Regions from separate parts of the Mus musculus genome. Here all the other regions are linked to region 3. A link is a contact called in public ChIA-PET, HiChIP or PLAC-seq and promoter capture Hi-C data. All regions are on one chromosome and are shown on one strand. The core of a region is the stretch at or near the end of the contact, and the rest is flanking DNA. Distances in the headings are between cores, read along the strand shown.

What was found. Promoter capture Hi-C pulls out the DNA fragments that hold promoters and counts their contacts. ChIA-PET counts read pairs in DNA pulled down with a chosen protein or histone mark. HiChIP or PLAC-seq counts read pairs in DNA pulled down with a chosen protein or histone mark.
Region 1: an RNA polymerase II ChIA-PET map of memory CD8 T cells shows a contact between it and region 3, with 17 read pairs. The contact joins the enhancer-like site here to the promoter of Tsen15 in region 3. A contact is called at or near these places in 2 of 39 promoter capture datasets (frontonasal cranial neural crest and hippocampal neurons), 2 of 115 datasets of contacts at active chromatin or transcription factors (large pre-B cells and memory CD8 T cells) and 2 of 9 other capture datasets (adipose tissue and liver).
Region 2: an RNA polymerase II ChIA-PET map of memory CD8 T cells shows a contact between it and region 3, with 46 read pairs. The contact joins the enhancer-like site here to the promoter of Tsen15 in region 3. A contact is called at or near these places in 3 of 39 promoter capture datasets (cranial neural crest, hippocampal neurons and neural stem cells), 4 of 484 Hi-C or Micro-C datasets (bone marrow-derived macrophages, cortical neurons and nephron progenitors), 3 of 115 datasets of contacts at active chromatin or transcription factors (memory CD8 T cells, oligodendrocyte precursor cells and thymic regulatory T cells) and 1 of 9 other capture datasets (adipose tissue).
Region 4: an H3K4me3 HiChIP or PLAC-seq map of embryonic basal ganglia shows a contact between it and region 3, with 3 times the contacts expected there. The contact joins the enhancer-like site here to the promoter of Tsen15 in region 3. A contact is called at or near these places in 6 of 39 promoter capture datasets (the 3T3-L1 cell line, the C10 cell line, embryonic stem cells and 3 more), 1 of 484 Hi-C or Micro-C datasets (CD4 T cells), 3 of 115 datasets of contacts at active chromatin or transcription factors (embryonic basal ganglia, memory CD8 T cells and neural tube) and 3 of 9 other capture datasets (adipose tissue, liver and macrophages).
Region 5: a contact with region 3 is called in a promoter capture Hi-C map of hippocampal neurons, with 4 times the contacts expected there. The contact joins the enhancer-like site here to the promoter of Tsen15 in region 3. A contact is called at or near these places in 11 of 39 promoter capture datasets (the 3T3-L1 cell line, the C10 cell line, cranial neural crest and 8 more), 2 of 115 datasets of contacts at active chromatin or transcription factors (bone marrow-derived dendritic cells and neural tube) and 3 of 9 other capture datasets (adipose tissue, liver and macrophages).
Region 6: a promoter capture Hi-C map of hippocampal neurons shows a contact between it and region 3, with 2.9 times the contacts expected there. The contact joins the enhancer-like site here to the promoter of Tsen15 in region 3. A contact is called at or near these places in 8 of 39 promoter capture datasets (the 3T3-L1 cell line, 3T3-L1-derived adipocytes, the C10 cell line and 5 more), 3 of 115 datasets of contacts at active chromatin or transcription factors (cardiomyocytes, embryonic hindbrain and large pre-B cells) and 2 of 9 other capture datasets (liver and macrophages).
Region 7: a contact with region 3 is called in a promoter capture Hi-C map of liver, with 2.8 times the contacts expected there. The contact joins the promoter of Ncf2 here to the promoter of Tsen15 in region 3. A contact is called at or near these places in 1 of 39 promoter capture datasets (liver) and 1 of 115 datasets of contacts at active chromatin or transcription factors (bone marrow-derived macrophages).

The regions. Positions count from the first base shown.
Region 1 is chr1:152,035,705-152,039,918 of GRCm38.p6, forward strand. All of the region lies in intron 1 of 1700025G04Rik (RIKEN cDNA 1700025G04 gene), which reads right to left. Among named protein-coding and RNA genes, the nearest start is that of 1700025G04Rik, 53 kb to the right of the region's middle. Within about 2 kb of position 2,572, at least 53 of the 459 cell types and tissues checked have an H3K27ac peak or open chromatin away from gene starts, as enhancers often do. A contact at or near this core is called in memory CD8 T cells, where this site is marked.
Region 2 is chr1:152,008,576-152,012,718 of GRCm38.p6, forward strand. All of the region lies in intron 1 of 1700025G04Rik (RIKEN cDNA 1700025G04 gene), which reads right to left. Among named protein-coding and RNA genes, the nearest start is that of 1700025G04Rik, 80 kb to the right of the region's middle. Within about 2 kb of position 1,881, at least 25 of the 459 cell types and tissues checked have an H3K27ac peak or open chromatin away from gene starts, as enhancers often do. A contact at or near this core is called in memory CD8 T cells and thymic regulatory T cells, where this site is marked.
Region 3 is chr1:152,384,608-152,388,310 of GRCm38.p6, forward strand. It overlaps Tsen15 (tRNA splicing endonuclease subunit 15), which reads right to left and starts at 2,075. Exons shown (of 5, transcript NM_025677.3): 1 at 1,852-2,075. The coding sequence starts at 1,977.
Region 4 is chr1:151,898,969-151,902,671 of GRCm38.p6, forward strand. All of the region lies in intron 5 of 1700025G04Rik (RIKEN cDNA 1700025G04 gene), which reads right to left. Among named protein-coding and RNA genes, the nearest start is that of Edem3, 150 kb to the left of the region's middle. Within about 2 kb of position 2,188, at least 10 of the 459 cell types and tissues checked have an H3K27ac peak or open chromatin away from gene starts, as enhancers often do. A contact at or near this core is called in embryonic basal ganglia, where this site is marked.
Region 5 is chr1:151,919,010-151,922,841 of GRCm38.p6, forward strand. It overlaps 1700025G04Rik (RIKEN cDNA 1700025G04 gene), which reads right to left. Exons shown (of 6, transcript NM_197990.3): 4 at 2,038-2,114. Among named protein-coding and RNA genes, the nearest start is that of Edem3, 170 kb to the left of the region's middle. Within about 2 kb of position 2,277, at least 5 of the 459 cell types and tissues checked have an H3K27ac peak or open chromatin away from gene starts, as enhancers often do.
Region 6 is chr1:151,975,088-151,979,176 of GRCm38.p6, forward strand. All of the region lies in intron 3 of 1700025G04Rik (RIKEN cDNA 1700025G04 gene), which reads right to left. Among named protein-coding and RNA genes, the nearest start is that of 1700025G04Rik, 110 kb to the right of the region's middle. Within about 2 kb of position 1,949, at least 13 of the 459 cell types and tissues checked have an H3K27ac peak or open chromatin away from gene starts, as enhancers often do. A contact at or near this core is called in hippocampal neurons, where this site is marked.
Region 7 is chr1:152,797,799-152,801,987 of GRCm38.p6, forward strand. Ncf2 (neutrophil cytosolic factor 2) reads left to right here and starts at 2,355. Exons shown (of 16, transcript NM_010877.5): 1 at 2,355-2,715.

The sequences.
Region 1 (4,214 bases), core at 1,322-3,821, 350 kb before region 3:
CAACAACAACAACAACAACAAACCACACGAATTTGCATATACAAAGCAGTACACCACAGAGGAATTAATTTTTTTGAGTTCATCTATGAACTGATATGAATTCAAGAATAAAGCAAAACTTTAAGCGAAAGCAGTTAAGAAATGGGAGCAGAGTGGAGAGATGGCTCACTGGTTGAGAGCACTTGCTGCCCCTGCAGAGGACCCAGCATCCTCATGGCTGTTCACAACTGTCTCTAACTGGAGTTCCGAAAGGCCTATGCATCTTCAGGTCTCCACAGACAGCAAAAATACGCATGCAGGCAAGACTCACACTCAAAGTAAAACTACATCTTTTTTAAAAAGCTACAGGAGAAAATGCTGTATGGATAACAAAGAAAGCTGGACTGTGGCTGCAGACCACTCTTTCTAGAAGACGCACTACAGGATCCTGAGAAAAACAGAGGAAGCGGGTGCATTTCAAAGTCAGGTTTTGCTTTGTTGCTGTTTTTAATGTTCACTTTTAGAGACTTTGAATAAATACCCAGAGAAGAGAAAACTGTAAAACACAGCCCCTTGGACCCATGTCTAACTTTAAATCAATCAGCTGGGGCCTCTGGGATCTCATTCCTAAATATTAGAATCTGTCTCTAGAAGGAATGCTTTAAAAAAAAAAAAAAACACCAAAAGCCTAACTCCCCGATGATCTGCACACCGTTTAAACTTTAAATGCCAGGCTAGTGTTCAGTCCTCAATTCCCTCTTACTGATTTCCTTTGTTTGTAGTCAGCATCCAGGCCCTCCTCTATCACAGACCTCCTTGGTCTCCTTCAAGCCACAGGTTTCCTCTGTGTGTGTGCTGGTTTTGGTCTTGGTCATTTGACCTGGGAAGTTTTGATGTTTTGTTGATTACAACTACAAAGTATCCTCTACCAACCACCCCCACTTGACCCCTTCATGTTGTGTACATCGGCACTTGGCTGTAGACTTCTGATCAGTTAGATTCAGGTTCAGTATTTTGGCAAACATAATTTTAAAGACTGTTGAGTTCTATCAAGATATATGAAGGTATGTATATGGGAGAGGCAGCTTAGTCAACGGTAAAGTAGTGACTGCTATACAAGGAGAAGGATCTCAAGATGTCAGTAAAAGCAGGGGGAGGGGAAAGAGGAGGGGAGGGGGGCAGCAGGGGGAGGAGAGGAGGAAGGGAGGGGGAGGGGAGAGGATGAGGAGAGGAGAGAAGGGGAGGGAAAAGGAAGGGAGAGGGAGAGGAGAGGGGAGGGAAGGGGAGCGGAGGGGAGGGAAGGGAAAAGGATTGGGTGTGGCAGCACAAATTTGGAATCCCAGCTAATCTGGGGAGGAAAAGCTCACTGGCTGAACTGGCAAGCCCCAAGAAAATGGCAAATCCCATCTCAAAAAATAAAGTACATGACTCCTAAGGAATGACACAGGAGACTGTCCTCTGACCTACACACACACACACACACACACACACAGAGAGAGAGAGGGAGAGAGAGAGAGGGAGAGAGAGAGAGAGAGAGAGAGAGAGAGAGAGAGAACTGACATACTTTATTTATCTCTCATAGGAAAAAAGAGCCATTTCAAAAGGACAATCTGAAAGCGCTCGGGTAGGTGGCACTGAACCACAACAAATCCTGTCTTAACAAGTTAAAAAGCAAGAAGTGATGCTTTGTCCTCCAGCTTCCAAATGTGCTTGGTGCCAACCCCCCACACCACACACACACACACACACACACACACACACCACACACACACACACCACACACACACACACACACACACACGGCAACAAACAACAACATACTACAATCTTTTATTTTTGTGTTTACTTCGATGGGAAATCCTGAGTTTTAAAAGTCTGCCATTAAAACTGTCAAAATGAGAAATTTCTGTGCTCTCTTCCAAGAAAACTCATAGAAGAGAATTCTCTACCATGTCAACTCAAGGGATCGAGATCTTTAGCTTCTAGACAGAGTCCATACAACCACAATCCTTTATCTTGCAAGAAAAATATTTAGCCAATGACACAGTATTGGTGTTAACTATTAACACAAGATAACACAGGGACTCAAGGTGTGTGACCCGGATTCTCACCACCCTCCCCCATGACACTTCTCTACAGGAACACACTCAATGCATCGACTGTCTCTCTTCTGGAAAGCTGCCTCGTTGCCTTTAACCTGTCTCTTGTGTATACCCCTAAAGAATAAATTTCTCTTCAACATTTATATCCAATATGCTCCAAAGCATTGAACATCCCCATGTACTAGAATTACCCTGTCATTAGAAATAAATATCATGTCTAAAACAAGGCAAGTTTTGAATTATAGAGCAGTAGTCTAAGGTAAAATTGACCCAGAAAAATAAACAGACTTTTCATTACAAAAGTGTACATCCAGATCCTGGCATTTAAGAACGAGTCTGTTCTCAATGCACACCTATAATGTGACTTTTGTTAGGGCGGATGCTAAGTCAAAGGCCAGCAAGTGATGCCAGTGCAGAGACCGCAGACAAGCAACCACTGCAGAGAACAAGAGAAAAGGCGACAGATGAGCTTTTATAGGAAGCTGTGTCACCTGACAGGCCCAGCTCAAACATTTCCTCTGCTGGAAGCGTTCCCCCCACACCGCATGGAAGTAGTAACCCAACACAGCTTGCTGTTTTCTCATTTGCATCCTGTCTGTCTCAGCACAAATCACAGTTCATGTGACCCTTGAACCAATGCTGAATCGTTCTAGGTGTTTCCACACTGAGAACTCAGCAGGTACCATCGGGGTCGCCTCAGATTGGAAACTCTTAATTTTTAGACGCCTTGTCTGCCTCCATCCACTGGGCTACCCTTCTCCCTGTGAGCATTCAGTGTTCCCTGAGTGACAGCATAAAGTAGTTCTCTCGTTCTCTTCATGACAATCATGTGACCTGCACATGTTTTCTGCATAGCTATTGCACGTTCATCTTCAGATTAAAAGGAACTAGATTAGAATTGAATATGACTCCCTCCAGAGTCTCCCAGCTAGTAAGCGGGTGACCTGGAGCCTGCTGTGGTTGAGAATAACGGACTGGAGCAATGGTGAGCATAACTCTGGGGACAGAACTCAGAGAAAGGGTCAGAGATCTTCCTTTGCCTGGGATCTCTACGTAAAGCGGCATCATGAGAAGGAAGAACTATGAGTTAGAGCTAACACCTTCAGATGAAAAGCGTGTTAGCAGTCTGCACTCCCCAGGAAAAAGAATTCTTTCATTGAAAGAACTTTAATATCTGCTTATTCTAGAAAGCCAAGCTGAGATTCGAGTCACTATGGGAAACGCTGTCCTTGTGCAGACCCCACCGAGGGCAGGACATCCCACTTCCTACTCAGGGCACACATCAGGCTCAAGATCCCCTCGAATGGCCATCTTTCAGACTCTGCTGAGCTATCTTGGCCCAGTGACCTGTTTCAGAGTCACCACATCAGCATCTCAGAGTGCCCTGTCTCCAGATATTCTGCAATGGCCAGCACAACAAAGGGCACTGATGGAATGACAACATTCTAGAGACTTCACTACCGTCCCTTAGAGAGGACCAGGGCAGCTTCGGGAGAAAGGGTGCAACACCCAGAGAAATAAATCAACAGTCTAATTACAGGGAAAGAATGTGGAATGAATTCTCCCAGTATACCCAAACAGGATAGGGTATATAGGGATGTAGTATCTCAACACTTGGGAGGCTGAGGCAAAAGGATGCTGAGTTTGAGGCCAGTCTGGAATACAGAGTGAGACCATGAGGTCAGAAAAAGAAGCAAAAGTAGGAGTGGACACAATGCTGCTTTCTCAGGTACAGTATTTACAAAGGAATTTTACATTGTAGGCTCTGGCACCAACCGCAAACTCATGAAAGTAGATTGCCACAGGGCGTGGAGCCTTCTGGTAGAGGGGGAAAGTTGTCACGGTATTTATAGACTTTTTCCCCCCAGTGGAATATAAAATCCAGTACTCAGGGGTGAACACACTTCAGGCTGTAAAACACATTGGAGTGCTTCTTGTCAGCCCCAGGCCCCAATCCATGAGCCAGCTAGGGAAGAAGGCCCTGTCATACACATACTGGTCTCACCCAGAGCTGAGTGTGCAGGGCGCACCGCCCACAGAAATAAAACAGACTGTGGCAGTGAGAATGGAAGTGTTAAATAAACGATACAGCGACTTTGCACCTAAGCGTTAGGGAAGGGCCTGGGAGTGGGA
Region 2 (4,143 bases), core at 631-3,130, 380 kb before region 3:
AGAACACAGAGACAACATGCAGACGTGAGGAGCAGATGAACTAAGGCCCGGGCCAGGGAAAGACAGAGCATGTTTGTGTACTTGCTCCAGAAGGGTCAGGGCAGGAAGAGACCAGCACAGCCAGTGCTTTGTGAAGAGCCCAGAGAAGGCGTGGCTTGCCATTTCCACCCAACTTAATAAAGTCAGTATCAGACGTCATAGGATAGTAGCACGGTTATCTCCCTGCTTACATCCTTTAGTCTCAGAAGACCCACCACAGAAACAAGAGATGAGAAGAGAGAGGAGGTGAGAAGTCCTCCCCAGCCCGTAGCAGCTAAGAGTTCTTGCAATCCCTAGACCTGCCAGTGGTACTGAGGTTTCTGGATTCTGTCAGCACCTTCTTAGCCCGGCATCAGCTCTGTCCCCAGCTCAGCATCAGAGGAAGATCACAGGTGTGGATGGAAGCCCCTTTCTTTCCAAGTAGGAAGTCTATGAGCAAACCACCTCACACGGGCATGGGGGAGACAACCCGCACAGACAGGAACCTCTCTCCACACCTCTCGCCACCTCTCCAGAATCAAAGAGAAAACAAAAAGAGCGGTGAACTAACACAATCACTGGGGTTCTGAGAAATAGGAGGCAAACTCACCACTCCCTCCACAGTCACCTCAGGTGACTTTGTTTTTTAATTCCAACTTCACATTTGAAATGTCATGCTTCTTGTGTGGTTTCTCACAAAGACATCTGAAGCCTTCCTCTTGCCCAGCTGTGAATGTTCAAGACCCTCAACTGATGAAAATGGAGCAGTACCAACACGGCATATACCATGCTTTTCCTTATACACGTATTTACAACAAAAATTACTTTACATTAGACACTGTTAGCGAGTGATGGTGATTACTAGTAAGTAGAATCATTACACCGCACTAAGGCTCATGGGAACATGTTGTTCTCTGTGGAACGAGTCAGGACTCTTAGGATCTTCATGGACCATGAAACTGTGAACGCCAAGACCACAGGTGAGGAGAGACCTCTAACGTGGGAAGCTGACAGGAGTTAACCTCTGACCCTGAGTAGCATTACAGTGCTTCTCATTCTTCGAAGCTGTGTTCACATTAAAAACGCACTAGGATGTAAAGTGTTATAGTTACATGAAAACAAATGTTTGTCAGCTTCAGGCTGACAGATATATATTTATATTTCACAGGGAGGGGAAAAGGTAGAGGAAAGAGGTGAGGGAGAGTGGGAGAGAGACCTTGAACTCCTGGGCTCAAGTGATCTTCCTGTTTCAGACTCTCACTAGCTGGGGCTGAGGGCATGTGTTACCACATGCAGCTAATTACGCTTTAATAACCTCTGTCACTCAATAAGAACTGGTGCTCAACCACTGCTCCATGTGCAGTTTATTTCTGAAATACACTATAGCGTATAGCTTATAGCAGTATTTTGATTTTAAAAGTGGCATGTTCAAGTTTTACAAGCTTATTGAAACTATATTTTAGTAAGTTTACCCTCTGGTGGTACTGGAGTCATTTGAGGCTCAGACCTCCAATTTGTAAAGTTAATCACGCACAGATCACTGAGGAAAAGCTTTAAATATGTCACAAGCACCTGTCCAATCATTCAATCATTTAATTAGCAGATGTTAATTGGAAACTCCTTAGTAATAGACAGTGATTGGTAGGTACCAAGCTCACGGTGGTAAGCAAGATGAAATATGATTTTCCTCTCTGCCCCCATAGAATATAAAAGATCAGTGAAGGAGGTAATTAGACCAGCTTCGAGGCAATGTGGTCCAAGCTCCTGCAGATTGAAAACACCACGACGTCAGGGCGTTCACCCCACAGGCACCTGACTCAGCTTTGAGAAAGTGAGCCTAGAGAGGTGTTGGGGTTGAGACCAGACCACATCTAAGGAACCATCATTAAAACGCCTTTGAACTGCATGTGTAATGTCAAGGTTACATCTCCACTCATTCTCAGTCAACGTAAGCTGTCCTTCTGAGCGGACTTTAGAAATGTCTCCCTAAGACTGCTGGGATCACCTGCTCAGGAGAACTCCCCTTTGGTTCTCACCTTCTCATACACATCAGCTTCCTTTCAGCTTCCATCTTTCCTTCAGCTAGGCCTGAGTTCTTTTCCAGCCCCCACCGCACTCAGAGGCAAGGCAAACAGGCACGCCAGACTCCACATTTTCACACCAAGTTATTAACAGCAAGCTATTGCTTGAAGCTGCAGATCGCAGCGTGAGAACTGAGCCAAAGCACCTCTTTGAAGTTTGATGGACACTTCTAAAACTGACTCACAGGTTCGTCTGTCTTCAAGCTATCTAGGAGACAGGACCATCATGCATCTCAGAAAACACAGAGCCAAATTAACTGCTTATGGTTTTGTGTATAGCTCTCCTCAAATGATTGGGGGCCCTACACATCATCTCTAATGTCCTCAAAATGTGGGCACCACAAAACCATGACCTAAACTAATCCAATGCCATTTTTATAGACCATTTCCCTAATTTTTACAAAATCCATCAACAAATTTATGAATCTAATTCAGATTTTTTTTAAATGAAGAACTTCAAACTCGTGTGACCCTGCATGTGCACCCTTTCCCTATAGCATGTTTCAAAGTTCTCCAAGCATCATGGGGTTGCTACTGCATACTAACTCATGGCACACCATGGAAAATTCCACCTATATGCACACATGAATTTCATATGCATGCCCATCACAAGGAAAAATGGGAAGCAGGGTTTCACTTTTAAAAAACCACTTTCAGAAAACTTAAAACCAGAACAAGAAAAATTCAATTTTTTGAGGACAATCCAAGAGATTAAATGAACCCCTTTGTTTAAACAAAAAGGCTACCAGTAAAGATTTTTTATTACATAATGTTATAGGTAATTCTACCTCCTACCAATTAATCAAAGACCTTTTCATTTTGAATAGGAATTCCAAAATATTTGAAATAATTTTCTAGTGAAAAAAAAAACACATCTGAAAAAAAAGCAAATTAAAAAAAAAAGATAAACCCCATAAAGAAACCCAAGCCCAGAAAGAACGTGGACATGAAGGCCCACACAAGGGTTGCAGGGCTGGAAAGAAATCAAATATTGACTGCAATGGGCACACAGAGAGCTATGAAGACAGCAGTTAAGACAAAGACGAAGCTGCATGATTAATAGACCGAGTGAAGTGGCCTCCTTGTACTTCTGATTAAAAAGGGAAGCCAAGACAAGGCATCATGTAAAAATGCCTTCCTTTTAATGAAGAAAGAGCCAGCATCTAAGCTCCATAAAGAAAAAATATATATGTATATATAAATAACTAATCGGTCTGTTGGCCCATCTGCTGTGTTTCTCAATAATGAGTGTTGATGCACAGCCCACTGGGAGGGGAGAAGAAAGAAAACTTAAAAGTGATTTCTAATCTTCCAGTGTCCTTGGGCTACTGTTAACACCTCTTCATATTTCAGTGCGATAGCTAAAAGATACAGCGATGTCACATTTGACACATAGGTATCTAGAAGCCAAGTCTCCCTGTCAGCATCACAGGCCGTCCCCATCCCTCCACTCACGCATTTGGTATCCTGACAATCAACAATACGTGAGTAATGTCAAAGGCACAAGGATTTTGGCTTCTGTTTTCTTAATGGGAGAACTCACACCTCTGAAGACAATAGACAGCGGGTACCTCAGAGAAATACAGTAGTAGAGGCCTCATGCAAGAGGGCGCATTTCTGTGGGAGTTTCCAACTGAGGTGGAGAGACAAGGTGGGAAGTAGACACGAGGCTCAATAACTCTAGTTTCCGCTATCATAGGCCTGCCGTCGGACCAAGGCTGGGCTTCATACAGCCAAGCTCGATTCTGTGGCCTATCTGATCCAAGGTGAGAGGGAAAGGGTAAAATGACCAGTTGTTTAAAAGCTTCCTCCCACCTAGATTCAATCCATGTACACACTGGTTTGTTTGGTTGGTTTGTTTTGTTGTTTTAAAACACCTTCTCCATTAGCAGATGCTTATAAGTCTAAACAGCCTGGACATTTCTCAGAAGTACTACTGGGTAGATTATAGAGAAATCTCAGTATTGCTCATGATAACGTGCGGCCCAATGGGTGATGGCTTCAATGTGTAAAAATTGAACAGTAGACCAAAGCTCAACTCTAT
Region 3 (3,703 bases), core at 825-3,324:
GAGTTATTTGAGCTTTAAAGAAGCAAATTACTTCTTTCAGACTTGCTAGCTGTAATAGGAAAATCCCAGGAATCTACCCCTGCAGGGAGGCCCTGGGCATCCACACACAGTGGGGCAGGTGTGGTAAGGCCCTGGCCCTGGGCATCCACACAGTGGGGCAGGTGTGGTAAGGCCCTGGGCATCCACACAGTGGGGCAGGTGTGGTAAGGCCCTGGGCATCCACACACAGTGGGGCAGGTATGGCTGATCAGATATTCCAGAACCTTGAGAGGGCAGACCTAATTGGCTGCATGATAAATGTGCAGGTTCAAAAGAAGGACTTTACGTGCCCCAGATCTCAAAAAGTGCTTGACAGTGGTACTGAGACATCACTTTGTGTTAGGCTACAAGGTCTAATTTGTTGTTCCTGGAAGAAAAAAAAAAAATCAGGAAGATTTGGTGGTTTATACAGCCATTAAGTTCAATGGGAAAAGAATCTGCAAGTAAGAAAACTGTCTAGAGGCAACATCAAACCTAGATGGAGTTTCAATGGGTTACTAATACTTATATAGTACTTTTTATGTCAGACACCTTATAAACATTACCCTATGAGGTTAAGTACTACCATTATCCCTATTTTTTAATGAAGAGAGGTAAATATACCGAGACACGTCAAAAAATTGAAACAGAACTGCGATGAAGTCAAACAAGTCAAAGTTTACCAACTTTGAAACAGAAATAAGATTCAAACTTGGGAAGTCTGAACTGGCCTCCATGTTCCTAGTCACTGTTGATGTCTTCTCTGTTTCTCTCTACATCCTCCCCTGTCGTTATGGTAACTAGTGACATTCCCACGCTATTGTTTATGGAGTCGATGATGGGAAATCAAAGAAAACACCAAGCATAGATGGGCGTGATGGCTCACACCTTTAATCCCAGCACTCGGGAGGCAGAGGCAGGCGGATTTCTGAGTTCTAGACCACCCTGGTCTACAAGGTGAGTTCCAGGACAGCCAGGGCTATACAGAGAAACCCTGTCTCGAAAAACCAAAACCAAAACAAACAAACAAAAACAAAAAATAAAAAAACCCACCAAGCTTCATGAAGTGCTGAAAGGTTCCTTTTTTAAGATTTGTATTTACAAATATTCGCTTTCCTTGATTGTTTTAACACACTTATCCGACTCAATAACTCTCAAAGGGGGGAGTTGCCATTTTATTAATGAACCAGTCCTGGAGGTCTCTGTACAGCCTTCATTCATTATCAGCAGACTGCTTGTGGCTTAACGGATACAAAGTTATCAATTTCCCAAGCAGAAGCAAGCAGAAGGTTATCCTTATTTTCCTTGAGGCCAACACAGAAAATACAATGTCAATAGTTCTCTGGCCTGTACAAGAACTTACTCAAGCTTTCCAAGAAAGAAGAAAAATTAGGATTCTGTCCCCATACAGAATCAAGATGCACACTTTGGGCCTAAGGCTAAGTGTAATACGACTGTGCCTAAATACATTATTTGCGGACTCCTAGATCTCAGCCGTAGTCCACAAACTGTTTCTGATCGGTTAGCTGTGGACTCAGCCCATCTCAGAAAGGACTACATAGTTAGGAAAACAGGTATTAATGGAGGGCTCATCAGCGGCCTCTGGGTTAAGAGTGGCCTTGGCAGCATGACAGGAATGGTGTTAATCTATACTATATAACTCATATAAACAAACAAAAATGACACTGCGGGCGACCAGTGGCCTTGCACTCGGGGGTCCCCCCCTACCCCACGCCGCGAGGCTGGCGTGCGTCCTCCGCCGAGACGCGGGCCGGAGAGGGAGCGCGGTGCCGAGGGCCGGGTCGGCGCCCTGCTGGCCTCGCGCCTCCTGACCTTAGGGTGTGTGCCCATCCAGGCGTCCTCCGGAGCCCATGTGTGGGCGCCGCCGCCATCGCGAACGGGAGCCGGGCCAGGCCCGCTACATCCCGGGGTAGGTTTGGAATCGCTGCGCTCCTCCATGCCGCCCGCGCAGAAAGCCGTGGTGCACCGCAAACCCCGCTCGGCCAGAAGCAGACGGTCCAGCGCGCGGGAGTTCCGCTTCCCGCCGCGCACACTGGGCGGAGAGTTGGCCGGGCCACGCCCTCTGACTAGGGACCGGCACCAGCGCGGATGAGCTCCGCCCCCTCCACCTTCCCTCTTCACCACCTCCAGTCTGGGCAGGTTGTAGGGTAGAGAAAGTTAACTAATAACCTGAATTCAGAATTCTTCAGCCCTTCATAAACCCGTGCTCTCTAGCTTGAGAAATGAAGGATTCTTAACCCGTCTTTGCCTTCAATTCCTGGGAGCAGAAAAAGACCCCATTCAATGCCCTGCTGTCGAAGTTTAAAATTAAAACACAGTTGTAAAGCAAGTCCATCTTTCAAGATTAGAAAAAAACATGAAGTGTTGAACGGGTACTGAGAACTAACGTAAACAAATGACTTAAAAAGCCAAAGATGTGACCCTTCAGACTGATGGGTAGGACATGGCAAGTGGGTTTGGATTTACCCTGAGTAAGAAAGGAGCCAGTGGAGGTTCCTGGTATTAAGAGGAGTGGTTACAAAGCCACTATATTAACCAAGACCAAAAAGGCTTCCAAAATTAAAAAAGTACCAGGCAAAAGAAAACTTGTGATTCAAAACGCAGTAGATTAAGAATCTTGTGTTGAACCAGGCAGTGGTGGCCCACGCCTTTAATCCCAGCACTTGGGAGGCAGAGGCAGGTGGATTTCTGAATTCGAGGCCAGCCTGGTCTACAGAGAGAGTTCCAGAACAGCCAGGGCTTCACAGAGAAATCCTGTCTCGAAAAACCAAAAAAAAAAAAAAAAAAAAAAAAAAAAGAATCTTGTGTTGAAACAAAACTTTGATGAGACCATTACATCCATCAGCAATGAAATACAACAAACCATATTTTTAATGGATGGAAATCTCAAGGGTCAAATCTCAAAAATGAAAATTTTTTTTAAAATCCAAATAGGTATTCTGTAGTTCAAGATTACAGTTTTGGAAATAAAGATTTCCAGTGGGTGATTTTTGACAACCAAAATGGAATTTGGGGGGAAGAGCAGGTGAAGTTGCAGATAGATCAAGAGAAATCACTACAGATGAACAAAGAGTGAGATGTTATTTTCATAAGTGTGAGGGTGGCAGGGGGCAAAGTGCCAGGCTTAGTGGTGAATGATCATGATCTCAGTATTCAGGAGGCTGAAATGGGAGGATTGTGATGTTGAGCCCAGCTGAGTCTACAGAGTGAGTTCTAGATCAGCCTGGACTATAGATCAAAACCTGTCACAGTAAACGAACACGCAGAGAATGAACAACGCCTTAAGGAGTTGCCCCATGTTAGTGAACTAATAGGAGAAGGAGGTAGAAAACACTGAAGAAATGATGGCCAATTTTTTTCACAATTTCAATGAAATAAATTTGCCATTACAAAATGATAAAAAAAGTACCAATTAAACGAGACATGAGTTCCCATTGTTGAAGAAAAGAAAAAGAGAAAACCTTAAATATATCAGAAAACTAACTACGAGCAAACTCCACCTACAAAGATTCATATGAAATCATTATTTTTGCCTCCATAAAACAGCTGTTGACACATTCTCCCAAAAGCAAATACTACTAAAATTAGGAGGCTCCCTGAAGCAGCAAACACTGACACTAATTCAAGAGATCAGAAATGAAGAAACTCTCCTCTCTGGCTCCTA
Region 4 (3,703 bases), core at 938-3,437, 490 kb before region 3:
AGACACACCCCTACCTTCGTATCTGCACACATTTATACTTATACATTAAAAAAGAGAAAACTTCATACTGGCAAAAATAGCCAAAGGATTTAATATGAAATCTATGAAAACTAAGACAAATTCATACTTTTCTTTTAAATGAAGACATGTGTAAGGAGGTAAAGCACAGAGGGTGGGAAGTCATTCACAAGAAAATACAAGCCAAAGCACACAAGGAGAAACACACTCTGCTCTAGTAATAAAAAAGCCTAATAAAAGCAACGAAAAATTAAATACTCATAGCAGCCAGTGTTTGAGGGTGTGCAATGGGTAAAGGCTTCACTCACTGCTAGTTGGGACACACAGTGGGTGCAGGTCTCACTCACCGAGAGCTGGGGCACACAGTGGGTACAGGCCTCACTCACTGCTAGATGAGGCACATAGTAGGTATAGCTGCTTCTATGGTGGCTTGGCAATCCTAAGAAGCCATGCGAAGATTTGTATCCTTTTTTTTTTATAGTTATCAAAGAAATAAAACCCAAAGATACACGATCACAGGTGGTAAGTGGAGACTGACCACAAGCAAGCAGGAAAGCCATTAATAACGGAATACAAGTGTTTCAAAGTTAGAGTGTGCTGATAGCTGTGCAGTTGGGCAAACTTACTAAAAACCATTGGCCCATGCATGTAAAATCAGTTAGCTTTATATGTTTGTAAGATCAATTATACCTTGATGAAGTTGTCAAGTTTATAATTGTAAGTATTTATCTTGTAACATTTTTATTAGGCATGGAAAAAAGTATCTGAAAACAGGTACTAAGCTATGCTCATGTACTGCCCCCACTAGACAGACAGCTCCAGGGGGGTGGCGTATTCTCTGGGCCTCAGTCTGGGCTTACACTTACTACTCTCTGTCATTACACATCTCCAGCATCCACTGCCTGGCTACTTAAGTCTGTATGACCTGGGTCTGATATGGCATCTTCCTGTCGATTTGTCTCCAGATGCTCCAAGGAGACGCTGTCCCTTCCCCTCTTGGTGGCCCTACGTTACCCCTACAGGGTGCCGAGTGATTTGGCTAAAAAGGTGGCCTCCCTTACTTGACGCTTGCTGCTCATCTGTCCTTTGGTGTCTACTAGAATCCTGTGAGCGTCCCGTCACATGACTTGTGACCACTCCACCTTGAAAGGAGGCTGGTGAGTGTCAGCAATCAAAATACCCTGCCCTTTTGATTAGAGAAGGAAGCAGTCATTGTATCTTAGAGCCCCTGGAGGAAGCCCTGCCTTCTTTAACAACTCAACAGGATCAGCTGTAGCTACAGGATGAGCAGAGGTCAGGCTGGCTGTGGGCTTGTGCTGCTCCAACAGTGTGGAATGAGGAGAGGGCTGGGCGGATGTAAGGAGGGGTTAGAAGTTGATGCTAGAGTCCCACTGTCCCCTAGCCCACATTTGTATGTATTTAAACTAGTCTAATGTGCAGCATACATACGTGGGAGCAGTTCCACTTTGATTTCTTTGTCAGTCCTGGGGACTGAACCTACAGTGTCAATGCATGCTAGGCACGTGCTCTGCCCTGCCACATACTCAGGTTTGAATGATTGCTATCCTTCTGTAACAGGCTCTACCTGGCACTGCAGGACGTCACTGCTTTCTGAGTAGCCAGGAACATTTTGATTAATAAAATGTGGTTGCCCCATCTGAATTCCTGTACATAAATTCAATAGGAATTTCCCTTCTCCGCCCAGCTAGCTCACAATTTATTCCTCTAGGTATCACAGTCCTGAGGCAATGGCATATCCAAGTTTCTGTGGAATGTGGACATCCAGCCTTGAACCAGGAGCATGAGGCAGGATAGCCACATTCACAACTTCAGTACCCAGGAGCCACTAGCCAGAATGCAGAGGAAGCACAACGGGACCAGGCTGGGGAATAAGAGCCTCTGAGACTAGGATCTTACAGCTCCGGGTGGGGGTGTAGGATAGAAGCAGACGATGTTCCCAGGGCTAGAAACATCACACGTCACTTTCAGCTCCACTTTCATTTACCAGTGACAGCTTACAGCAACAGTTTTAAATGCGGAAGAAATGCTGAAGAAAACAAAAAATAATTAGTTGCCCCGTTAAAGTCTCCTCCCCCGGCTCATTTCATTAGAAAAATCAGTGGAGGCATTAATGGCTGTCTCTGTCTCTAATGAGCTTTATTCTAATTAGGCTCAGACATTATTATTTCAGTTGGGAAAGAGGCCTGGTGGGTGAGGAGCTGCAGAGTGTGACCGCCCCTGACTGCTGCTCAGACCACATTCAGGAAGATCCCGCTGTAGCAGTCCTGGGATACAGGACTTTTCATTTTCAAGACAGAACGTGTACTCCCCTGCCCGCCTCCCCCTCTCTTTACTCCAGCACCGGATTCATTGTAGCTACACCAACATCCACCATCAGCAAGGGCACATCAGAACCTTTTAAAGCTCCCATTTCCCAAACTTTGTCTGTCTTTGGTACTTAGACCACTTCAGTGATCCTCTTCTCCACAAGGCAGTGACGAGGAGACGGGATAAAGACCTTGGGATGCCTATACTGGCCAGGCCATACCAAACCCAGGTCCCAGAGGGAAGACTGGCAAACTTCCTCTGGCAGGGCCAGCTAGTAGATACTTGAAGCTCTGTTCCTTCTGGCCCCTGTTTCAGCATAGCAAGTGCAGCTTAGTCCCCACAAAACAGCAGTTTTCAACCTGTGGATCGTGACCCCTTTGTGTGGGGTAGGGGGTTAAATGACCCTTTCATAGGGGTTGCCTAAGGCTATTAGAAAATATTATAATTCATAACAGTGTCAAAATTACAGTTATGAAGTAGCAATGGAAACAATTTTACGGTTAGGGTCACCACGCTGTGAGGAACTGTATTAAAGGGTCACAGTGTTAGGAAGGTTGAGAACCACTGCCATAAAGCATCCATATCGCTGAGTATGGTGGTGCCAACTATCCCAGCACTCAGGAGGCAGAGGCAGGAAGATTATGATTTTAAGGCAAGCCTGGGCTCCACAGTATGACACTGTTTTAAAACACCATCAACCGTGACCCCTCAAAAAATACTCTGTGGCTACCAAAAATGGGATTTCATATCACTTGTCAAATAGTGCAAAATCTTTTTTGTCCCTTCGCCGGCCAGCTCTTAAACACGTAAAGACCACTCTCTTCCTGTGGGCAGGAAGTGTTTCAGGCCTAGAAAGCGCAGCAGTGATCTGTCCCGACACCAGGAGGCCAACGCAGCTTTTGCCTTAAGGATCAGACACCAGAGCTGATTTCTACCCTGAGAGCTTTGCCATTTCTTCCAGGATGAACCGAATTCCGCAGGACACCAACGCAGAAAACCCCTGCGCGGTGGCGAGTTATAAAACACCATTTATAATCTACCACCAAGAAAATGGTAGCAATCAGAAATTAAATTTAACAATCCATCTGTCTTCAGTTTGAATTTTCACGTTTCATCTGCTTCTTCGCCATCTACACCTCATTCTCCCGTGGTTTCTATCCTATGAAAGGCATAAGTTTTCATTTTACTCTTTCTCCACCGGGCATTATCTTTCTTCAGATTTTTTTTTCATGGAGATAAATAGATGTAAAATAAATTTTTGTGAACAGTTTCCAGGTTACCTGGATGAGCGTGATTCTAAGAGATTCTTAATTTTAGTGTCTTGTCAGTTTCTCAGTCCAAGACAGGAATTCTAATA
Region 5 (3,832 bases), core at 1,027-3,526, 470 kb before region 3:
ATCACTGAGGGAGTTACAGTTTAAAGGATTACTGAGAGATGGTGGACTCCTCAGCATGCGGGGGCTTTGGCTGGAGGCCAGTGGGGGAAGCTCCTAAGGGTGCACTTTGTCTCTGAGATGTGTGAGAGCAAGCAGGCAGTGAGCAAATGCTTCCCTCTTCTGCATCCTTTATGCAGGCAGAAGCCATGCCCAGATTAGAGGCGGATCTTGCCACATCAAAGGCCCTGAATTAAAAGTTTATCTTCCCACCTCAGGGATCTGGATTAGAAGTGAATCCTCACACTCCCTCAGAGGTGTGCCCTGCCCTTCAGGTTTTAGTTAATTCCTGATGCTGTGAAGCTGACAACCAGTAGCCACCACACCAAGCAGGTTGTTTTAATCTCAGTTTTTCAAGGACGGCCCAGCAATGACATGCTACGGCCTTGATATCACAGGAGGTGGCTGTTCAATGTACTTGCATTCCTGGGAATTAACTCGGCCTTAAGTAGATATACTGTAAAGATTAACAGCCTCTCAGGAGATGTAACAATAGTCTCATGTGACAAAGTGATTTTATCACCAACATGGACTGAGCACTAGAACAATCTAGAAAGTGATTAAAAATCCATTTATTTATTTATCTATTTATTTTTAAGCACCCTATTGTATTAACTTCTTTTAAGATAGCTTCTTGCTTTGTAGTTTGGTTTGCCCGAAACTCAGTGAGCAGTCTGGCCAGGAACATGTGACAATCCTCCTGCCTCCGTTCCTAAGTGCTAGGATTGCAGTCATACGATCATGGCCAGGACATTAACGATTTTAGTAAAATGAGAGTGTTCATATGTTGGGAAGCCATAATATCTTCAAGTACCCACGCCATTGAGGAAATGTACAACTTAACTTTTCAAGTTAAAGAGCTCTTAAAATTACATATTAAAAGCAACAGTCATGCAATTGGCACCTAGATTAGAAGACAGCCTGTGTCTCTCCCAGTCAGGAGTCACCATTTCAACTTCATGTTTTTTTTTTTTTTTTTTTAACTTGGCTTTTTGTTTTGTTTTGCTTTTGTTACTTTGCCTTATACTTATATGCAAAATATTGCTTATTTATGTCTTTGACTTTGAAGGAACAGCCTGCTACTTACCATTCTGCATGTGCCCCACCCTGATGTGTGTAACATGTACCCACCTCATTCATTTTCACAGACGTGTAGCATCCCCATCAGAAGAACACACCACAGCACTGTTACCCATTGCGTTACTGATGGACAGTTGGTTTTTCTTCTAAAAGCTTATCTAAACTGCTGCTATGGACATTCTAAAATGTCTCCCAACACAAATGTAAAGTATTTCTCAAGGGCATAAACCTGCCACTGGCGGTGCTGGGGGCTTCAACTTTACTACATAAGAAACTGGCTTCCTCCAGCTTGCACTGCTGTGTAACCCACAGCAGGGTCTGAGAGCATTATTTATTTGTCTTCTGGCTAACTTTTATGTTGTCGGACTTACAAGTTTTTTGAGAATCTAATGGAATGAAATAACATGCTTTTCAAACAGACCAGCCACTCGGATTCCTCTTCAGTCAAGTGGTTGTTCATGTGTTAGCTCAGTCTCTGGGTTTTGCAATTTTATTTTAAAAATTATTTTCTATATTCTGGAAAATATACATTGCCATCTGTATGCCACCCTCTGCTTTGTGACCTCTAAGGCATATTCTGATGAAGATATGTTCATAAGTTGAATGCAGCTATTAATTAGTATATCTCCTAAGATTTGTTTTATCTTATATCGTGTATATGTCATATCTTAAATAACTGCCTCCTCCCACCAATATGAAAGCCACAAAGCGATGTTTCTTTTTTTATTTATTTCACTAACTGGCCTGAAACTGTCAGCTTTGATATGCACTGAGGATGCTCTGAGACTTTCCTTTTTACTGTCTCAATTACTAAAGCGTTATAATAAGCCTTGATTACCTGGGAGGCAAAAAAAAAAAAAAAAAAAAAAAAAAAAAAGGAGTTTTAAAGACAATAGGAGGAAAACAGAAAGGAGAACTTACTTTGCTCTGGGTTGATGAACTAATCCAGGGATTTCTTTATTAGTTTTAAGCCTTGTGTTCGAGCTGGCACTTTTTTCCTGAAAGGCAAGCACAAGCGTAAGAGACAAGATGAGAATCTGTAGTCTTAACAACAGCAAGCACTTTCATCACTAACTCTCTGATCTACTAGAGCCCCTCGACTGAAGCTGTACACCTCACAAAGACAAAGGTCCTTGGAAAGGTGTTACACAATACAGGTGGAACCCGCCAGACATCAGAACAGGAAGTACTGTAATGAAAAGAGGAGTTGTCTTTGTAACAGGCAACCACTCTGTTTAGAAAACAGCATGCAGCTAGCATTTAATTACTGATTTCTAATAGGGAGAGAATGGACAAAAGGCTTCAGTGTCAGGAAGAAGGGGCTGGGATAATCACAGGCATTGTCTACCTGTCCAGGTAAACTGTGCAGTGTAAGACACTAAGACACAGCGTGTGAGTAAGAAAGACTCTAGCTGGGACAAGGACATGACTACAAATGACTAATAATAGCTTTGCTTACAGTAAATTTTAGAACTAGATTCTCCTGGATCAATAAAAGTCTTTGGCTTTTAGCTTGACAAGATTATGTCTGTCCAGCAGAGCAGCCCCACGGGGAAGAAATATTAAAGTGCTGGTGTCTCAATAAGTATACTGTCTCAAAAAGACATCCATTCTGTGCTTCAGAGACATACGTATGTGAAGTGCTTTACTCGTAGCTTGAAAAACATACCCTTAAAGTAGAAAGAACACTCTAACCCTCATTAACAGGAGGCTGTCCGTCCCTAAAGAACTTGAAATGTGGCCAAAATCGAAGAGACCACTATTTAATTTAGGAGCTAGATACCACAGTGGACTAGCTCACCAGCTTCACTTCCTGTGGAGTGACCTGGATGACATGACACCCACGAACCCCATGATTCTTCTGTGTCCCCATCTTTCAGCAGAGACACACCATCTCATTCAGTGACATTCCAGCAACCTTGATACAGGTTCTTATTTACCATCAAACACAAATGAGCACTCTGAAAAATATGGTAATTTCATGTTCTGGGGAAAGAAAACAATCACCATTTCCCTACAGGTCACCTTACCTTCTTTATAGTAAACTAATGTTATTATGAACATTTAGGAGAATAAAATAAGGCTGGCACGGTGGGTCACTGAGCAAAAGTGTTCACTGCACAAGCCTGATGACTTGTGGTCCATCCCCAGAAACCTCGTGCAAGAGGAGAACCAACTCCCAAAGCTTCCTCCATGCGCATGCTGTGTTGGCCACGCCCCCTAATGATACACAGAATAAATTTAAAACCAAGTATGGGCTACACACTGTTTCCTCTCCTGGGGTACACAAGGAACAACACCTAGTTACTGCGTCTTGCGCAAGGCAGGTAGAAGAATTAGCAAACTAACACAGCAACTCCAGTAGCCCAGGGCCCATGTGAACAGCCACCACTGGGGCTGTGCTGCCCAACAAGGGCTTCAAGCATCACGCAAGGTGCTCAGCACAGGACAGCAGAGTAAAGGAACTCTCCTAGCAAAAGACCTGCCTCTCTGTCTTAGAGAGGAGCTGAGAGGAAGCCTCCCTGCAGGGTGGAAGACACAGGGTTCTTCCAATGTGGATACTTTCTCCACTGAAGCTGCACGCTTTCTTAAACACTGATAAGTGGGCAGGTATGACCTGCCACTTCCCTCTTGTCACTCAATCTCCTAAATTCCTAGAGCTCAAATGATCCATCATCACTTTCCACATCATAGAGGCAGGGAACTGGCAACTCAC
Region 6 (4,089 bases), core at 699-3,198, 410 kb before region 3:
CCCCCTCAGAGATTAAGCTACTTTTGTTCTACTTGAAAACAAATTAGCACAGTGCCAGAATAGTCTGTGGGACCTTGAATGTGCCCCGCTCAAGTGACACAAAAGTGCCGGCATCTGGGGAAAGGAAGACGTCCAAGATTGATAAAGAGGCACAGCACCTTTCCCGCTATCCCTCTTATGCACAGCCAACGGGGGTGGGGGGAGAAGGAAGCCACCAAAGCCCTCCCCTCACCTACTCTGCCCTTCTCTAGCTGATGATCATCCAGAAGATCTTCAGGCTGATGTCAAACTACATTATGCGGGTTATCTCCCCTCTGTAGAACTTAAGCGCCGTATGTATTTGGGCCAAGTCTAACGCTGAAGCGATAACCACATGCTAGGGAAGTATTTAGTCTGCTGTTGGTTTATATGTGGCATCTCCTCCATGGGTTCCTGTGTTTGGTCACTTGATTGTTCTGGAAGGCTGTGGAACACTCAGATGGAGTAGTATTGAAAGAGGTAGGTTGCTGGAGGGCAGGCCCTAAGGCTTGACAGCCTGCTCCACTTCCTGTCTGATCTCTGCTTCCTGCTGCATCAATTATCAGGGATACACGTGTCATCCCGGGACTGCCCAGGGCCTTCCTCTTCAGAATGGGCATTATCCCCAGGAATGGTGACCAAAATGACCCCTCTCTCCCTCAAGCTGCTTCTTCTTGTGTATGTGGTCACATCAAGACAGGTCACTAATTGTCCTTGTGTAAATAAAGGACCAAGCGTGTCCTCTTTTGCTTTGTTGTGGGAACTTTTCAGTGTCTAAAGGTCCCTAAGCCAGGAAGTGAGTCCCTCCAAGTTCAGACACTCCCATTCCCAATGACTCGCCCAAGTCAAAGGCATCCTTCAACTCTAAGGACAAGACAGAAATCAAAAGTTAGTGCTGTGCATCATTTGAGAGAAAAGAAAATCTCCTCATTTATACAAAGGCATCTTGAAAGGGTGAATCAAGATCAGTGCAACACTTGTCAATCTTGGGAGCTCATGCTCCAACCGAGCACAAGAAGCAGACCGGAGTGGCGCGACTGAACAGCTCTCGCGGGAGGACGGCCTCTACATGGTGAGTGTTAATTAAGGAAAACAAGACAGTGTTTTATTAAACAGTGAGGAGGACTCCCGACACTAGCAGAGGCAAAAGGTTGCATTCTGCCAAGTCTAAAGTAATATATGCTTAAATTATTTGCAATGAGAACTGTGAACTCCCATGGAATGAAACTGAACAGTTCTCAAGGTCCGTCTGGCTGATTTATATACCCCCCCGCCCCCGGCCCCTGGAATCTATCTACCAAAGACAAGAAGAAAACGCCACCATCTTGCTTATGACTGTGAAGTAGTCAAAACCAGAAAACTGCTATAACATTTCCTTTGAATACATGAATTTTCAACCAAAGTTCTAAATGCTAAAAATAATAATAAAAATCTCCCTTGAACATATTATCAGTTCTTTCTCATATGTTCCTAAGTAATGAAATTGGATTCACAAAATTAAAATAATAATGGCCAATAATGGCATAGTCTTCCCCAGAACTGTGCTACTATCTTACGTAATTTGTACAAATTCTCCCTAAAGTGAGTTCCAGGATCATGTCCATTTTGCAAATCAGTTAGCTGAACTTGGTGTGCCACTAGTTTGGAGCACATCTGTATCTATGAATCTTCCCCCATGCACAGATATTTATGGGAAAACACAGAGCACTGCTGTTTCAGGTTCATTTTAAAGAATCCTACACAGCATCACAATACATCACAATGCATATATCACAATACATATATCAACACGGAGATTGGCATGGTTTTCTCCAAAACAGTTCCAATTCCTTTTTTAATTGCTACCTAGCATGATGTAACTACTGTTCTCCTGCTGACAGGAAGAAAGGTCTGCCTTCAACTTTCTATAAACAGCACTATTAATGAATGTCTCACGCAAGCTTCCTCCTTCATGCAGGCAGCTGCCCATTGTACACAGATGTAGAAGTGCTGGGTCATAGCCATGCATGTTTAAATTGCCAGAGATATTAACCACTACACTGCCCTCTGAGAGAGGTGTTTACCGCTGGTACATCAACATATATTTTCCTACCATCAGGTCAAAGTCTGATATTATCAAATTTTAAGTTTTTGCCAATCCAAATGGATGAAACATGGGATCACATTTTAATTTGCATGTCCCTAATTTCAATAAGTAGTATTAGATGACACCACCTAAACTGGCAATTAAGGTCATTGAGTGATTGTAGGGACATATAAAATGTATATGTACACTAAACATATTATTTTACTTTAAGATACCAAGATGTATATTTCTTTTCTCATCTATTATCACAAGGAAATGGCTTTTCCTTTTCATGAGGGATACCGACCATGTCCTCAATGCACAGCTGAGATTCCTGTTTGATTTCTTAAGGGAAGTTAGAAAGTAATGGCCTCGTAAAAGAATCTGAATGTAGAATTCAATTAAACAGCAAGCTTTTAATAACCCGCCTTCATCAAGACTTTTCAAAGCATTCCATTTAAATTTCACTGTAACAGCTCTCTCCATGCTGGTGTTTCACTGGCTTGCATATTATTTAACTAAATTACATAATTACAATGACATTCAACCAGCACAAACCGGTTTGAGAACCAGCACACCTCTGGCTCTGGGAAACGGGAAAAATCAGATGAACAAAAGCTCAAGTGTGTTTAGGGGGCAGCCCACCAGAGCCCCAGTGAAGCATGCCTTGCGGGGCAGTGTCCTTCAGGCACACAAAGAAAATGCATCTCTAAGTATGCACAGTCTAGAGCATGGGGAACAGCCTTTTGTATGCCTGTGAGGGTCTGTGCTCTACTGTGAACCACTGGGTCTATTCGTTTCTTTTTTTAAAGAGATCACCCTTTCCTTGTATATTTAGAGGTACTCTTTATGTATCTCAGATATGAGTCCTTTCACTGTGTTCTGATCACAAGTGTTTTCTCCAAAGCTCCTAACCACCTCCATCTTGCGGCTATTCAGTTTTTCAAAAAGAATTTGACTCTGATATCTGAAAAGAAAGCTCTCCCTTTACAGTTCTTGTTAATCTAAGTCGCCATGAAGAAAGTCTCCCTTTGCCAAGACCTGACATAGCTTTCCCTATATTTTCTTCTAATTCTCTAATTCTGAACTCCAGAAGCTTAAGGCCCAACTTTTAAAGCTAGAAAAGGAGAATCTGGAATCCAGGTTGCCACTTGTGTCTGAATAGCTTTTTGATGGTTAAAAAAGAAAAGCAAATCAATCTACTACTTCACCTTGCTTAAGGAGGTAAGAGTAAGAACCAACGTAGAATATGCAGATGTAAAGCAATGACAGAAATCAGGATAAATGTCTGCTGTGGATTCTTCTGTGATGGCCACAGACGAATCATCAGCCATGGAAACTGACGGAAAGGCTTAAGTGACGGGAGATCACAAGCTTTATGGAGTGACTGCTGGGCAGAGTGTCCTGCGAGACTGGACACTGACCAACACACACACCATACTAACAGATCACCGAGAATCACTTCGAACTTTGGAAAGCATCCTGCTCATTCCAGAATCAAAGACATCTAACTCCTGTTCCCACGAGAATGCTTGTGCACTGGAAAACCGCCATTGGCAGCACAAATCCCAATCATTTGGCCAAATGTAGGCGCGGGGTTGCCGTACGTGTCACACGAATCAGCCAGAATGACCCGAAGCCTCTCTCTTCAAGTGTGTTTGGCTTGCACAGGATACTAGTGTTAACTCTGAGCATAGAGCGAACAGGAATGCGTTTGCAAGGATGCGAAGGGGGGTGGGGTGGGGCAGATTGTGCTGGTCTCAGCAGGATGAGCAGCGAGGACAACCTCAGTCTCCAGCTTCCTCAGGTTTCCAAGGGACAAGCACGTGGAGCAGAGGTACAAAAGCGGGGAGCCAAGGCCAGGCTGTCCCAGGCCAGCTTCCAGCATCAGTGCCGAGATCTAGTCATTGAACCCACACTGCATCGAGCAAGGAAAACTCTGCTCTCTAGTATCGAGTATTTCACCTACCCAGATCTTTGCTTTGCCTGTTGATGATAAACACAGC
Region 7 (4,189 bases), core at 1,105-3,604, 410 kb after region 3:
ATTGATTAGTTTAGAATCTCACAGCAAAAACTCCCATCTATTTTCCTGTTTGGGTTTTTGTTTGTTTGTTTGTTTTTGTTTTGTTTTGTGGGAAAGGCATACAACAGAACTAACTAGAACAAGTTTGCTGCAGCTGGGCATAGACCCACGCCTTTAAGTTCAGCACTGGAGGCAGAGGCAGGCAGATCTCCGTGAGTTCATGTGAAAGGCAAAGTAATGTTTTAAATTTTAATTACTGTGCCTAAAAGATCCATGAAACAAAAGTGCCTTGGCCAGGCGTGGTGGCACACACTTTTAATCCCAGCACTCAGGAGGCAGAGGCAGGTGGATTTCTGAGTTCGAGGCCAGCCTGGTCTACAGAGTGAGTTCCAGGACAGCCAGGGCTACACAGAGAAACCTTATCTCGAAAACCAAAAAAAAAAAAAAAAAGTGCCTCGGGCCTGTAAACCCTGGCCAAGGACAGATACTTCCTGAAATGACGGAGGCTATTGTTTATGGAAGAAGCAAGTCACGTGTTTTCACTTCCCCAAACAGGTTCAGTTGAGCCAACTACACGAATGTGCTAGATGACATGTGGGCAGGAGGTACGGAGACAGGAAATGGGTCAGGATGGTTGCTCACCCCTGATTGGATCTGATCAAAACACAATGGCCTTATGGCGTTCAGGAATAGCCTGGTCAGAGTCTATCATCCTGGCCAGTATTTAAAACGTTTGCTTTAAATTTGACTCAAAATTGTGGTAGTGGTCCTATTTTTTCCCTCGGGAGGATAAACATTTGAGGCCAGCCTGATCTACAGAATGAGTTCCAGGATACCCAGGGCTACACAGAAAAACCCTGTCCTGAGGAGGAAAAAGAAAGAAATGGTTACTTATTTGCTGGGTGGCACATGCCATTAATCTCAGAAGTCAGGAGGCAGATCTCTCAGTTAGATGTGTTGTTCCAGGAACCACGAACTCCAAAAGATCACCAAGCAGCCCTTTGCGATGTAATAGCATTAGGGTCTCTTTATTACAAGCGCAGGCTTGGGCTCTCCTCCATCCCAATCCTGACACAGCAAGGACAGAAAGGGAAGGTGGAGCGGCCTCGAACCCTCAGCAGGACAAGTTTTTATAGAAAAATAGGAGCAAGGGAGGGGGTGAGGGAGAGGGTGTCCAGTCTGGCAAGCATCTAATAGAATGGCTATAAGCTGAGAGGTGGGTGCTCTGAAATAAGGCCGTATACAAATAGCCTGAAGGTACATCTGAAACAGTCAGACTAATCTTTGATTAACTATTGATAGGAAGTAGCCAGGAAGTGTCCTCTGGCCAAGGACAAGCCGTGTGGTCCTTCCTGGTACGTGGGTACAGTCCCAAGATGGGGTAGGTTTGGTCTCTCAGATGGCCAGTCTGGCCTACTGATCAAGTTCCAAGACAGACAGGCCTACAAAGAGAAACCCTGTATTGAAAATCCAAAACAAAAGGCAAGCTTGATGGCACACTAAATTGTAAGGGCTTAGACTTTGGCTGGAACTCAGAAGAGCCCTGGGAAAAACTGAGCTCGGGTGCTTCTCAGTCTCCTCTCTGCCACCTCCCCTGACCCCTGCTCTGGAGGGCAGAGCATGGCAGAACCTACCGCTCCCTCTCCTGACCCTAAATTCTGATTCTCCCCCCCACCCCCCAAGACAGGGTTTCTGGCTGTCCTAGAACACTCCGTAGACCAGGCTGGTCTCGAACTCAGAAATCCACCTGCCTCTGCCTCCCAAGTGCTGGGATTAAAGGCATGCACAACTACTGCCAGGCTTAAATTCTGATTCTTGAGAGCTAGAACTTCACAGGCCTTGCTGTGTGTCCATTGTATTCCAACCGGCTGGGAGTGTTTCGGTCCAAATGTGGGCCGTGCTTTTGCTGTGGTTCAGACAACAGATCCCAGAAAAGAGGAGGGAGCATGGATGCTTCACTTACTGTCATACGTTGGCAGACACATGCAGAATGACCACATGCTTTCAGCTGCTACAACAGAGGAATCAACAGAGAATCTTAGAGATTTCCATCTTACTAAATGTGGAAATGGTTGGGTTTCGAACTTGGGACAAATGGCTTAGGTGGCTATAGCATATCAAAGCAGAGCTGGCCACCAGCTTCTCTCTGTAATCCTCCACCCTCTACGTGTCACAGAGCCTCCTATCAGGCATACCCTGCCTCCTATCCTGAACTCTTGGGCCTTGAGGTCTGCTCTTCCCTACATAATCCAATCATTTCTGTAACCTGCTGTCTTTGTGCCTTTGGGCCTCCTGGCTGCTGTGCCTGGCTCCTCCCACTCCCTTCTTCCTCCCCTTCCCTCTCCCCACATAGCACAGCTCAGCCTGTTCCTGTCTATTCAGCACTCTCCCGGAGGTCCCTGACTCTGGCTGTGCTCTCTCTCCCACACAGCTATAATAAACTCTCTCCTCCACCATATCTGGGAACAGTCATGTTCCTTTTCCTTTCTTATTTCTTTTCTTTCTTTTTCTTTTTTTTTTTTCCCATTCAGAGTGTGTTTCTAACTCGTCACACTCTTCCTTTTCCTGTGATGACAAGGTCGGTGTGAAGCTTTGTGTTTCGAGCTTGACAGGATCTAGATGAGCCTCAGGTCACACCTCTGAGGGATCGTCTGCCTTAGGTTAACTGAGGTAGAGCATCTGCTATGAAAAGTGACCAGGACTTGGGTCCTCCCTGCATAAAGAGAAGAAGGCTACGTGAGTATGAGTTGGTCCCCTGCATCCTGACAGTGGGTGCCTTGTGACCAGCTGCTTCAGGGTCTGACACCATGATTTATCCACCATCATGGACTGTACCCTGGAGACTAGTGAGCCCAAATCAACCCTGCCTTCATTACGATGTTTCTGTCGGAGTGTTTTACCACAGCAAGAAAATTGACTACTTCACAGCTTCTCCTCCTGTGATATCAGAAACCACTTGGTCTCCAGTAGTCTTTAGCCTTAGATGTCCTCGGTGCGAGAGTCCTTGCCTGAGGAAGCAAGCCGAAGAAACTGCATATGCGATCCCAGCGCAATCATGAAAGAAACCACATAACGTTATCTGAAAGAGCCCCCCAGCACTGCGATGGGATAGCGTGTGGGGGTTCAGCATTCTGAAAGAATGCAGAACTGAAAAGGATGACTGTAGCCCCAAAGAGAGCTAAGATGTGTGGGGCGTGACACCATTTTATTAAAATGTCTTAGATCTGCCATATTTACTCAGAATGTTAGGTGCTAGGTTCTGTGGGAAACAAGGAAAGCAGAAGGGCGCTCCCTGCCTCTAGCACTTACAGCAGAGCCCCTGTGTTCAGGTGCTGGGATAGAGAATGAAGAGAAATGCAGAGGAAGGGAAATCAATCTCTGTGGCCTTCTCGGGGTCAGGGAGGGTTTCATGTCGGGTGTGAGACAAAACTGATTCTCTGAGGACAGGCAGGTGGGCTCTGGTTGCACAGGCCTGGAATTCTAGCTACTTAGGTTGTGGCGAATTCAAGCCAGACCTAGGCTGCAAAGCAAGTTCAAGGACAGTCTTGGAAACCTAGTGAGATCCTGTCTCAAAATCATTTTTTAAAAGCCGGGGAAGGGGCTGGAGTTGGAGGTCAACGGTAAAGTACTTGCACAACATGTGAGAGGCTCTGGGTTTGATCTTCAGTACCGGTGGGGTGGGGTGGGGTAGGCTGGGAGGATGGATAACAGTAAAGTCTTCAGAAAAACGTATGATGAGAATCCACATTTAGGGTCTCAATTGTTTATTTGGTTAATTACCCATTCAGCCAATCATGAGAGTTTTACTAAGTATCCCTAGGAAGATGCTGGCATTGTTTGAAGTATACAGAGCTGAAAATGACCCCAGTCTCTTGCATGCTTAATATGAGGGTTCTTTGAAAGAATAAGTATACCTTACACATTCATTGTGACTAGGGTAGTCTGCCAACCAAATAAAACAGCAGTCATGATTTTAAAGGCTACCTGTGGCTATCTAAAGTCACGTAGAATCTAGATCATTTTTCTCTTGCTCCATTTTCCTTCCTTCTCCTCTGTCTCTGTCTCCAAAAACCCCAGCTTCGCCTCCCTTTTCCCTGTCCAATTACAGGCTTCTTGTTGTATTAACATTCAAATTGATTGGACCTGGAAAATTCTGCTACACAAAACTGCTGGGGTCCCACCCCCACATTCAGGTACTGAGATGGAGCAC